Regions from separate parts of the Arachis hypogaea genome. Here region 2 is linked to region 1. A link is a contact called in public Hi-C data. All regions are on one chromosome and are shown on one strand. The core of a region is the stretch at or near the end of the contact, and the rest is flanking DNA. Distances in the headings are between cores, read along the strand shown. Region 1 holds the start of LOC112721331. Region 2 holds the start of LOC112721333.

Region 1 (6,168 bases), core at 727-3,226:
ATTTGATTAGTATATAAGTGAGAATTGTATTTTGAAATAGAATGCAAGTTCAAACAATTGTAAAATACTTTAATGGAGTAAATGAGAAATCAAATTATCATTGGTCCTAAATAAAATTTTGCCCCATACTTTTGCAATTTTCTCTTTCTTGTGAAATATTTTTTATTTGTTGTTTATAAATACTAATTACATTGACTTCAATTTCCACAATTCTTCTAATCTTCTAGTTCAAACTTTAATTATATAGTAATATTTATTGTTGTTATTAATTATGAAGTGTGAATTATTTTTTAATTTGTAACTTGTGATAATATTATAGTGAAAAATATATTTTGGGGTAAAAAACTTAAATAAACCAATGCCAACTCAAATTTACGCCAATTACCCAAACGAAAAATGTTACGTGCATGTCCCTAAAGGACATTTCTATGTAAATCGAAGCAGACATACTCGATTTAGTTTCGTTGATAGTACATCGAAACAGCCATATTCGATTTAGTAGCGTTTCATGCAAATCGAATCAAACTCATTCGATTTATGTATGAATGGTGAGGGTTCATAGTAAATCGAACGAGCCAATTCGATTTACCATCCTCGAAATGTCCATGAATAAATCGGCACAAGGCAAGTTGATTTAGTATGTATTCAACAAGATATATAAATGGATGTAACTTAATTTGATTTACTAGGCCACAAATTTATATAAATAACTGTTGAATGTGAATTTCTCATCATAGTGCTTTGCAATGGCTAGTGATGAGAGTTAGTTTTGGTGCACTATAGAGGATCGATTAAGAAAAAATGCGTTCCGGAATTAAGTTTACTAATAATGATCTGATTTGTGTTTTTCTCAAACTTTCAACAAGTTTCACCAAGTTTCAAAATACTATAATCCGAAAACTGGGGCTGTAAGGCATGAAACGGGTGGAGAAGTTAGTCTACAGAATTTTGATTTCTGTTTTGTGGGATAACGTGAAGTACGATTCGTTCGTCAAAGGCAGCGACAAAGATTTGCAAGTTCTGTTCCATTGTCGTCGGCAATTCTCATAGGTTAGGACCCTAAGCTGTTGGCCAAGTTTGTGGATGTAGTCTCCAATTCAAGAGGTTCTAACCGGAATCCTCAGCCTTCAGCCATGGTAGCCTACTCTAGTTCGAGGCCTATTAGTACCTCTTCATCTCTGCCCGTGATTCAGCCTGAGGCAGCTTTGGTTGGCACGGGTGACCTAAATCGCACTCATGACGGAGAAGTGGGTGACACTAGTCCCTTTGGTGATGTTGCGATTGCGATGGACGACATTCCTGACGTGGTAACGAAATCCTGACAGGGTGGAGCACCGGATGGTGTGGAAGATGCATTTCAGGATGAGGATGATGATGATGTGGAGCCCACTACGATTGCCGATGATAGAAATGATGAGCTAGTGAGGAGTACTCCAGCTCGGAGTGATGGAGCGGCTAGTTCAGGAACTCCGCAGTACCCCCTGTACTTTTCAACTTTGGACTTGGATGCCATGAGACAGCAGGGGGTACTTGGCATGCCTGTCGGATTTGGGACCAGAGACACACAGGATACAGGAGGACTGGCTGAGTTCCAAGTTGTTCAGTAGTTTCAGGATAAAGAGGAGGCCATGCTGAGCGTGAAGACTTATAGCATCCGACGTGGGGTTGAATTAAAGTGTTGGAATCTGTTTATCACAAGTACCATGGAAAGTGTAAGGAATTCAGCAACGGGGGGACGTGGTTGATTCGTATTAGTCTCTGCCAGCGTAGAGGTATTTGGGAGGTAAAACGATACAATGGACCACATACTTGTCTGGCTACTTCGATATCCAGTGATCATAAGAGGCTTGATTACCATGTGATCTCGGCCTTCATATTGCCTATGATTAGAGTCGATGTTGCCGTGTCGATCAAGGTACTGAAAAATGCGATAGAGACCCATTTTGGTTTTAGACCGACTTACTAGAGTGTTTGGATGGCTAAGCAGAAGGCCGTGGCTCAGATTGACGGAGACTGGGAAGAGCCATATAATGAGTTACTGCAATGGCTGCTAGGTGTGCAGATGACGATGCCAGGTAGTGTTGCAGTGTTGAGGACGAGTCCTGTGCGACTGGGTGGCCAAGTCGATGAGTCGCATGCTTATTTCCACCGTCTTTTTTGGACATTCCCACCATGTATCGAGGCCTTCCAACATTGTAAGCCTCTGGTTAGTGTTGACGGGACCCACTTGTACAGCAAATATGGTGGTACACTGCTGGTTGCGATTGCTCAGGACAGCAATTCCAATATCATCCCTGTCACATTCGCCCTTGTGGTGGGTGAAAATGCAGAGTCGCAATTATTTTTCTTATCCCACCTTCGACAACATGTAATGCCTCAACCAGGTATCTTGGTCATATCGGATAGGCATAACGGGATCAAGACTGCACTGGAGGCTCCTTATGGGGGTTGGCTTCCACCTAATGCATACATGGCATTTTTTATCCGATACGTGGTGGCAAACTTTGCCCTTAGTTTTAAGGGCAAGGATGCTAGGAGATTTCTAGTCAATGTTGCTTATGCAAAGACCGAGGTCGAGTTTGACTATTGGTTTGACATCTTCCGCTCTGAAGACTTGGCCATGTGTGACTGGCCTAATTGGATTGACTATGCACGGTGGACTCAGCATCGCGATGAAGGTAGGAGGTTCGGGTATATGACTACGAACATATCCGAGTGTGTAAACTCGATTTTGAAGGGTGTAAGGAACCTTCCGGTTTGTTCATTGGTGAAGTCCACCTTTGGGAGATTAGCAGAGCTTTTTGTTCATAAAGGAAGAGAAGTAGAGGCACAATTAGGAATCGAGAAGCGGTTTAGTCAGCATTTGATGAAGGCAATTAAGGCTAATCTGAAGGCCTCAAGGTGTTTCACGATGACTTTGTACGACAGGGTCACAGGGATAATTCTGAGTTCACCATGGTTGAGACAACACCGACTGACAGCTTTTCACTTGGATCTTACAAAGTGTCCCTCAAGGACCACACCTGTGATTGCGGATATTTCCAGGCTCTTCATTATCCATGTCGCTATGCCTTAGTGTGCTGTGCATACTCACATTTGGATTGGTCAGTTTATGTCCATGAGATGTATCGCCTCAGCTTGGTATTCGATACTTATTGGTTGGGGTTCACCCCTCCAATATTTGTAGAACTACTGGCAAATGCACCGGGTCGTACCAAGTAATAACTCCGGTGAATGAGTGTCGATTCCACTAGAATTAACGGATTAAGCAAACAATGGTCAATTGATCATTCTAGTCAAACAATTAAAAATAAGTGTTTCACTAGTAAATAGCATGAAAATAGAAAATTAAACAAGAGCAAACTAAAATTAGTTAAGCAGATAAGATAATAAAGATAGTTAAGGTGTCAAATATGTTCACTTCTTAGGAAAACAATCCTTGTGTTTATTTAGATGAGGTATGCAAAGATTAATCACGGCGAATAATAAATAATCAAATTCCAATTTCTTGGTAATTTAATTTCTCTTTAACTTAATTAATAGCTAATTCCTTAGTCAATTACTTAAGAAAAAGAGGTGAAGCCCAATTTTGATTCAATAAGTAAGATTCAAAAATATTCCTAAGTTTGATTTATATGTCACGTATTCAAACTAGTCCTAACAATTGAAACTCACAAAGTGTCGCACACTCTTTAAACCTATTCCTAGTGTAATAAAAAAGTAGTGTGAAAGAGTTTTTAATCTAATTCAAATATTAATTTTTTCCAAAACAATATTTAGAATCCAAGACAGAATTAAAATGTTTTTCAACAATTCTAAATCTTTAGAGATGAAAAACCAAAATTCAATCATGAAATAAATCAAAGGATAAACCTCATATAAAATAGAACACTTAGATTAATAATCTATAAAAAGATGAACAGAGCTTCTAACCTTAATCAAGGAGATTAGTGGCTCACGCTTCAAAATAAAAAATAAGGTATCAAAAACGGCCAACGGTCTGAAGGTGGATCCTTGGATTGTTGAAGGGTGGTTTCCCCAGGGTCCTTTATGAACCTTATATACTAAACTTTAAAACAAAACCTAATCATTAAATTCAAACTAATTCAAAATAAAATAAAATTAAATCTAATCTTTCACATTAAATCTTTCGCTTTGTATCTTTTCTTCAAGGCTTTGGTGGTCTCAAATTTGGCATTCTGAATGGGCATGGAGAGTGGCCAAAGTGGCTTATAAAAGTTAGGCCAAAAAGCAAGTGAAACACCAAGCTTTGGCATACAAAACGCCATGCTTTTCTTCCCCTGGGAGCAGCCTTCCTTTGGTGTGTGAAACGCCAATGTGTGGCATATGGAATGCCACTCCTTTGTGGTCTCTAGAGCTCTCTCTGCTTGGCGTGTGACAGCCTTGTTGCGGCGTGTGACACGTCCAAATGGGTCTTTGAAGTAGACTTCTGAAAATTTGGCCCAACGTGTAATACCGGGCTGCGGCGTGTGGAACGCCACTGAATCATACAAGGTCCTGGGAGTGAGGTCTTGGCGTGTGACAAGCCAATAAGAAGCGTTACATGCCCATACAAATTGTTCAAATGAAAGCCTCGAAGGCGTGTAGTTTCCACACACCCATATTCCTTGTGGCGTTAAATGCCACCCTTTATTCATTGGCGTTCATTCATGCTTGCTTGGTGTTAAACGCCTTGCTTTGCTTCATAAATCAAATAATAACGCCACATGCATAACGCTACATGCATGCTTCATTCTTCATTGGCTTATGCCATATCTTCCTTTGATTCACGCTAATGCATTATGCATTTCTTTGATTCATGCATCATTAAATGGCTTCATTAATTAGTGTGCATGCTTCATTACTTAACGCATGCCTTCCTTTTGTGTGTATGCTTCATGGGCCACGCTTGCTTTAGGGGTCGTGCTTCCAAAAGCGTGGCCTAAGGTTTAAAGCATGTCCGAAGTTTCAAAGTGTGTCAAAAACTCCTCCTTGAGTTTTTTGAGTTTGTTTGTACTTTTTGCTTCTTTTTCTATTATTTTTCTACAATTATCAAAAGATCAAAGCATTCAAAGTATTAATAGAATATCATAATAAAGCACATAATTATCAAGCAAAAACTATCAATTTCACCTAAGAAACACCCAAGAAAAATACATAAAATTTTCATGCATCAATGACCACAACTCTGTATTTTCACCCTCCAAAATGGCGAATGCGACATGGATGATATTGGAATTACTGTCCTGAGCAATCACAACCAGTAGTGTACCACCATATTTGTTGTATAAGTGGGTCCCGTTGACACTAACTAGAGGCTTGCAATGTTGGAAGGCCTCGATACACGGTGGGAATGTCCAAAAAAGACGGTGAAAATAAGCATGTGACTCATCGACTTGGCCACCCAGTCGCACAGGACTTGTCCTTAACACTGCAACACTACCCGGCATTGTCATCTGCACACCTAGCATCCATCGTGCCAACTCATTATATGACTTTTTCCAGTCTTCGTAAATCTGAGCCACGACCTTCTACTTAGCCATCCAAACCCTCTTGTAAGTCGGTCTAAAACCAAAATGAATCCCTATCGTATTCTACAGTACCATGATCGACACGACAACATCAGCTCTAATCATAGACAGTATAAAGGCCGAGATCACATGGTAATCAAGCTTCTTGTGATCACTGGATATCGAAGTAGCCAGACAAGTATGTGGTCCATTGTATCGTTTTACCTCCTAAATACCTCTGCGTTGGCGGAGACTAATACGAATCAACCACGTGCACCCGTTGCTGAATTCCTTACACTTTCCATGGTACTTGTGATAAACAGATTCCAACACTTTATATTCAACCCCACGTCAGATGCTATAAGTCTTCACGCTCAGCACGACCTCTTTTTTATCCTGAAATTGCTGAACAACTTGAAACTCAGCTAGTCCTCATGTATCCTGTGTGTCTCTGGTCCCAAATCCGACAGGCATGCCAAGTACCCCCTATTGTCTCATGGCATCCAAGTCCAAAGTTGAAAAGTATGGGGGGTACTGTGGAGTTCCTGAACTAGCCGCTCCATCACTCCCAGCTGGAGTACTCCTCTCTAGCTCATCATTGCTATCATCGGCAATCGTGGTGGGCTCCACATCATCATCATCCTCATCTTGAAATACA
Region 2 (6,361 bases), core at 3,006-5,505, 230 kb before region 1:
CGACGACGACGAGGATGACACTGAAGCTTTGATGGCCGAGCTCGAACAAATAAAGAAGGAAAGGGCAGAAGAAAAGCTACGCAAGGTAAAGTTATTATCTCCTCTTTTCGTTGTACTTAGCCTGTCACGTCATGCCTCTGAAACTCTCTAGATGGGGATCTCAAACTCTTCTTTCCATTTTCTCCCATACTAGTACTATTGTCTATTCACTTTGCTGTGGGAGGGATGGTGCTCGAGCCATTCTGCTTGTGTATTACAGCTGATAGTTGCTGGGTCTGAATAGAGTTGTCATGATTCTTAGTATGCTACTTTTAATTGTATGTTGTCCTTGTGCAGGAACGCCAAGAACAAGAGGAAGAGCTTAAAGTAAAGGAGGCAGAGCTTCTGCGAGGAAACCCTTTGCTAAATAATCCTGCATCATTCAACGTGAAAAGAAGGTTTGAATCTACAGATTTATATTCCTTGAAAACCAAAACGGCAGTTATTTTTCTTTATGATTTTTTTTTTGGTTAACTGTTTTGCACGTGCATTTGGTTGTTTTAGGTGGGACGATGATGTGGTGTTTAAGAACCAAGCCCGTGGTGAAACCAAGGTGGCCAAGCGATTCATCAATGATACCATAAGGAATGATTTCCACAGGAAATTCCTGCAAAAATACATGAAGTAAGGGCTCGTGTAGAGAAGCCTGAGTTGTTTCGAGTTGAAGAAGAAACTCGCTCATTTCCAGCTTGTGTTTTGTATCTAAATGTATGATTTACTTGTGATGGATGAATTTACTGATATTTTCTAATGTATTTTTACACGGTACTAGTGCATACCTTCCGTGCTCGTTTGGCTCAAGGTTTTAAAAATCTTACCCATCTGGCTATCTCATAGTTTGATCATTGAAAATGAAAATCCGGTCTAGTTCTACAACAATTAGGTTATGTTTGAAAGGGAGATTAAGATTGAAAAAGAGACTACTTGATAGAAATTAAGTTTTTGTATTGTGTTTAGTGTAAAATGTACTGGACTGAGTTATGTTGTAGTACTAAATTATGTTGTAGTATTATGTTTGGTTAAGATAAATATAGAGACGAGTAAATTTGGAATTTGAAAAAGTAAATGAGAGTATCTGTAAAAAGAAATATTAAATTTTTAATTTCAATTCTTATAAAATTTCATTCTTCTATATGTTCTCACTTTCTTGAGATGCGGAAAGAATTGAAATTGTGTTTTGATATTAAAATTTTAGTTTCGATTTCTAATAAGTAGACATAATATTTAGATTTAGTCTCTCGGTTTCAATTCTAATTAGTTTAACTACCAAAAATGTATTTGAATAATTTTATTGTTGAGAAAAATGTATTTGAATTTTGTTATAAAAAAATATATATTTTTAAATAATTTAAAAATGCTACGAAAATGTCTAAAAAGAATATTATTTTTATTGAGTGACAAATAGCTTTTGTATTTGACAAATTACTTATACATTTGATCCAAAATTTTATAAGAATATTTAGGTAACTATTTAAAAAATAATAAAAATTTAATTTTTATATTTTTTAATTTTTTAAAAGTATTATTGATTGTTGACAAAAAAATTACAATATATATATATATATATATATATATATAGCGAAAAATTATCAAATTTTAAAAATAAAAATATCTTATTTTTTTAATCATACTTATAAAAAACTGTATCAAAATTTAATTTTTAAAATAATTTTTAAGAATACATATTTAATATTAGACATAACAATAAAAATTATTTATAACAATGCTAGGGAACCAACTCTATATAAGCCAAGAATTAGCCAACTGGTAAACCAGAGGCACCGGTAACTTTAACCGGATGTTGCTACTGATAGACACACGGATGTTTCTTTTTCTTGTAAATTGGATGGTTTTGGATATAATTTCTATGTCATTAATAAAACATAATTAATTATATGAAACCAACTAATTAATAATCAAAGTATCTGTTCCGTGATTCTCTCCTATCACTAGCGTATCTTCCCTCATATTTTGAACGTGATCAACAATAATTTAAAAAACAAATTAAATTATAAATTAATAAAATTAATTATGTTGTTCCAATTTTGGTTGATTATTAGTTAGTTCCATATACTTTCCCAATTATTTAATGTAGTTTTTGTGATTTACCCATTCCAATTTTAGAAAACAAACGAAGCCTTAAAATTACTGGCGCTTATTTTATTGTATCATACTATCATTACAATTTTTTTTTTATTATAAAATGTGGGGAAAGAAGAAAGATAAAAAAAGATACGCTTTTATCCCAACAGACTCTGGAGTGGACATCACAAATCACAAGCTTAATATGATTTACAATTTTTACTTTTGTACGTAAAAAATTAACTACTAAATTAATAATTTATATAAAATATATGTTTGAATATATATATATATATATATATATATATATATATATTAAAAATAAGGCAGTCTTTGTCTTCTATGGACAAGGAGAATTTCGGATTTTGATGATCATTGATGAAAAGTATAACTTACAAAATAATAGAATTACACTTGTATTCTTATTTTAATTTTTTTAGAATATCTTTTTCTCTTCATTGAAAATCACCATTTTCATGGCATAAGATGTTCTGCTCTTTGTGTGTTAAACACAACCTTCAACTCATTATGCTGCTGTTTAAATTTTCTACTTTATCATTTTTCAATTACTATATATTATTTTATAGAAAAAAATTTACAATTAACAATGATAAGCAACTCCCCTGCCTAAATAGGCTTATGCTTTGAGTGTGTGGTTGTTCTTCTTGTTTCATTCTCCAATTAACAATGATAAGCAACTTCCCTAAATTTATTACTCTTTAGCCAACTTTGAGAGTAAAGGAATAGTAGTTCGTACATATAACACTAAATTATTTCTGTTATCACTGTCCTACAAAACCCGTAAATTCATTGTTCTTCATTCTGGCGTCAATACATGTCTAATAATTTAAGATATTGGTCAATGAAGCTACGGTTTTGGACTTTTGGTGTTTTACCATATTGGGAGAGATGCAAAAGAGAAGATGAAAGAGAGAAGTTAGAGTGGAAAGCGAGCAAATTATGAGAACAAGAAAGATATTTTACGCGTAATTATTTTTCAAAATATAAATATAATTAATTATAAAATATAATAAAGTTATTTTAATCTCAACCATTCATTCTGTTAAAATATAATTAGAATCAATTAGAATTATTTAATATATCTGAATATTTATTATAGAATATTCCGTCTTTATTATTACGAGTCTCTTAGCACTTATAAATACCATTCTATGTTGTATCATTCAACACAACTTAAATACTCACAAACTTTTTTCCTATTACTCCCTCTTCCCTTTCTAACACATTCAACATGGTCCATTGAAGAATTCTCCTAGTTAAGGTTCTTGTCTTCTTGTTTTGTTTCATTCCAGAGATGCTGCAACGGTTTCACTCACAAGAATATAAACACCCCTCTCCTAAGTCTTTTTTCTTTTTATTCTTTTTTCAGGAATTTTCGGCCTTATCTTTTTCACTCACAAGAATACTGCGCGAACATTACCATCACAATCAAAAGTCACTAGCATGAATTTTTTTTCCATAGCAAAAGAAATATCAAATTAAATTGGACAATTTACTTTAATAAACCAACTCTCCTCCAAAATTATTCAGATTTTTCAATCTAAAAAAGGCTACGTCAAAGTCCCAAATTACATTTCTATGTAAATCGAATTGATTAAATTTGATTTAAGCAAACACGTACAAAATCGAATCTAGAGGATTCAATTTACATGCAAATTGAATTCACGTGTAAATCGAAGCTAATAGTTTCGAATTAGATTACCCTACTAAATCGAAGTAAAGAGATTCAATTTTCAATTGCTAGGTAAATCAAATCCACTCAATTCGATTTATGATGATACGTAGCCTTTTAGGTAAAACGAAGTCATTAGGGTTGATTTAATATATATGGCACCATATGATTAAATCGAAGACACTTAATTGGATTTATAGAGTACTCATGTTTATAAATATGAGCTCAACGTGAATTTTTTACCATAGTGAGATTCACAATGGCTAGTGATGAGAGTTTTGTAACTCTTGTGTACTATAGAGGGTCCATTAAAAAAAATGCAATCAAGAATTAAGTTTATTGATAAGGACCCCCTAAGTGTTTTTCTCAAACCTTCCACGAATTTTACTGAGTTTAAGAATATTATATTCTAGAAACTAGGTCTGCATGGCGTGAAACGCATGGCAAAGTTATTCTATAGAATCCCGATTTCCGTCTTACGCAATGATGTGAAGTATGATTCATTCGTTATTAGCAGTGATGAAGATTTGGGGGTTCTGTTCCATTGTCGTCGTCAGTTTCCCGAGGTGAGGACTCCAGAGGTGTTGGCAAAGCTTGTGGATGTGGTATCTAGTTCTGGAGGCTCAAATCGGAATCCACAATCCACAGGACATGCAGCCTGCTCTAGTTCCATGCCTGTTGGTGCCTCGTCAGTTGTGCCAGAGATTGCACCTGAGGCTGTTTTAGCTGCTTCTCCTTCCTTTGCATTTAATTTGAACTGCAGTGGTAATCCAGGGGTTGGTGAGACTAGACCGTTGGGGAAGGTTGCAATTGCGACGCCTGATTCTCCTGCAAAGGTCCCGGTCTTTGGTGAGGTTGGAGTACAGGATGGGGTAGAGGATACACTGCATGATGATGATGATAATGATGATGATGATGATGATGATGATGATGTGGAGCCCGCCACGATAACTGATGACACACCACGGACGACTCCAGTTGTGGGTGGGGGAGCATCTATTTCAGGTACTAATCAGTATCCCCCCCACTTCTCAGCTCTAGACTTGGATGGCATGGCACCTCAGGGAGATCCGGGAGTACCTGTTGGCTTCAGGGTTAGAAAGACACAGAATACATGAGTTGTATCTGAATTTCAAGTTGGTCAGCAGTTTCAGGATAAAGAAGAAGTCGCGTTAAGCATGAAGACTTATAGCATTCGTTGTGGGGTTGAGTACAAGGTATTGGAATCCGATCATCGCAAGTACTATGGTAAGTGCAAGGAGTTCGACAGCGGGTGCCCATGGCTCATTCGGGTTAGCCTCCGCCAGCGCAGAGGTATTTGGGAGGTAAAACGATACAATGGTCCTCACACTTGTCTAGCCACATCGATATCTAGTGATCACAGGAAGCTCAATTATCATGTCATATCGGCCTTCATACTGCCCATGATTAGAGCTGATGCTACCGTCTCGATCAAGGTACTGTAGAATGCCACGAAGGCACACTTCGGTTTTAGACCGACTTACAGGAGGGTTTGGATGGCTAAACAGAGATCTGTGGCTCAGATTTACAGAGATTGAGAAGATTCATACAATGACTTACCACGATGGGTATTGGGTGTGCAGATCACGATGCCAGGTACTATAGCGGTATTGAAGACGAGTCCTATGCGGGTTGGTGGGCAGGTGGATGACTCTGCAGGTTATTTTCATCGGCTTTTTTGGACATTCCCACTGTGTATTGAGGCATTTTATCATTGCAAGCCGTTGGTCAGTGTGGACGGTACTCATCTATATGGCAAATACGGTGGTACATTGTTGGTCGCGATTGCGCAGCACGGCAACTCCAACATCATTCCTATTGCATTTGCACTTGTGGAGGGTGAGAATGCAGAGTTGTGGTCATTCTTTCTATCTCACATGCGGCAACATGTGACACCTTAGCCGGGTATACTCATCATATCAGATAGGCACAACGGGATAAAGGCTGCATTGGAAGCTCCTGATGGTGGCTAGCTTCCACCTACTATATATAGGGCTTTTTCCATCCGTCACGTGGTGGCAAATTTCACGCTGAATTTCAAGGGCAAGGATGCACAGAGGTTATTAATAAATGCTGCTTATGCCAAGACTGAGGCCGAGTTTCACTACTGGTTTGACATTCTCCATGCCAAAGATCTTACTATGTGCGACTGGGCTAATCGAATTGACTATGCACATTGGACTCATCATTGGGACGAAGGTCGGAGATTCGGGCACATGACTACGAATATATCTGAGTGTGTGAACTCGATACTAAAGGGTGTGAGGAACCTTCCAATCTGTGCGTTGGTGAAGGCCACTTATGGGAGATTGGCCGAGCTATTCGTTCAGAAAAGAAGAGAGGCCAAGGCACAGTTAGGAACCGAACAGCAGTTTAGTCAGCATTTGATTAAGGAGATCAAGGCAAATCTGAAGACCTCATGGTGTTTCACCATGACTGTGTACGACAGGGACAACTCAGAGTTTACTGTGGCTGAGACCACTCCGACAGGGAGTTTTTCACTAGGCACATACAGAGTATCCCTCA

Evidence for each region. A called contact is a pair of places that touch in the nucleus more often than the background predicts.
Region 2: a Hi-C map of leaf shows a contact between it and region 1, with 2.8 times the contacts expected there. The contact joins the promoter of LOC112721333 here to the promoter of LOC112721331 in region 1. A contact is called at or near these places in 4 of 8 Hi-C or Micro-C datasets (all in leaf).

The regions. Positions count from the first base shown.
Region 1 is chr11:47,751,403-47,757,570 of arahy.Tifrunner.gnm2.J5K5, reverse strand. It overlaps LOC112721331, which reads left to right and starts at 1,976. Exons shown (of 1, transcript XM_025772401.1): 1 at 1,976-3,076. The coding sequence starts at 1,976. The coding sequence ends at 3,076.
Region 2 is chr11:47,980,402-47,986,762 of arahy.Tifrunner.gnm2.J5K5, reverse strand. It overlaps LOC112721333, which reads left to right and starts at 4,255. Exons shown (of 4, transcript XM_025772403.1): 1 at 4,255-4,686; 2 at 4,960-5,271; 3 at 5,419-5,693; 4 at 5,829-6,361. The coding sequence starts at 4,255. It overlaps LOC112720814, which reads left to right. Exons shown (of 7, transcript XM_025771906.3): 5 at 1-85; 6 at 337-437; 7 at 544-851. The coding sequence ends at 667.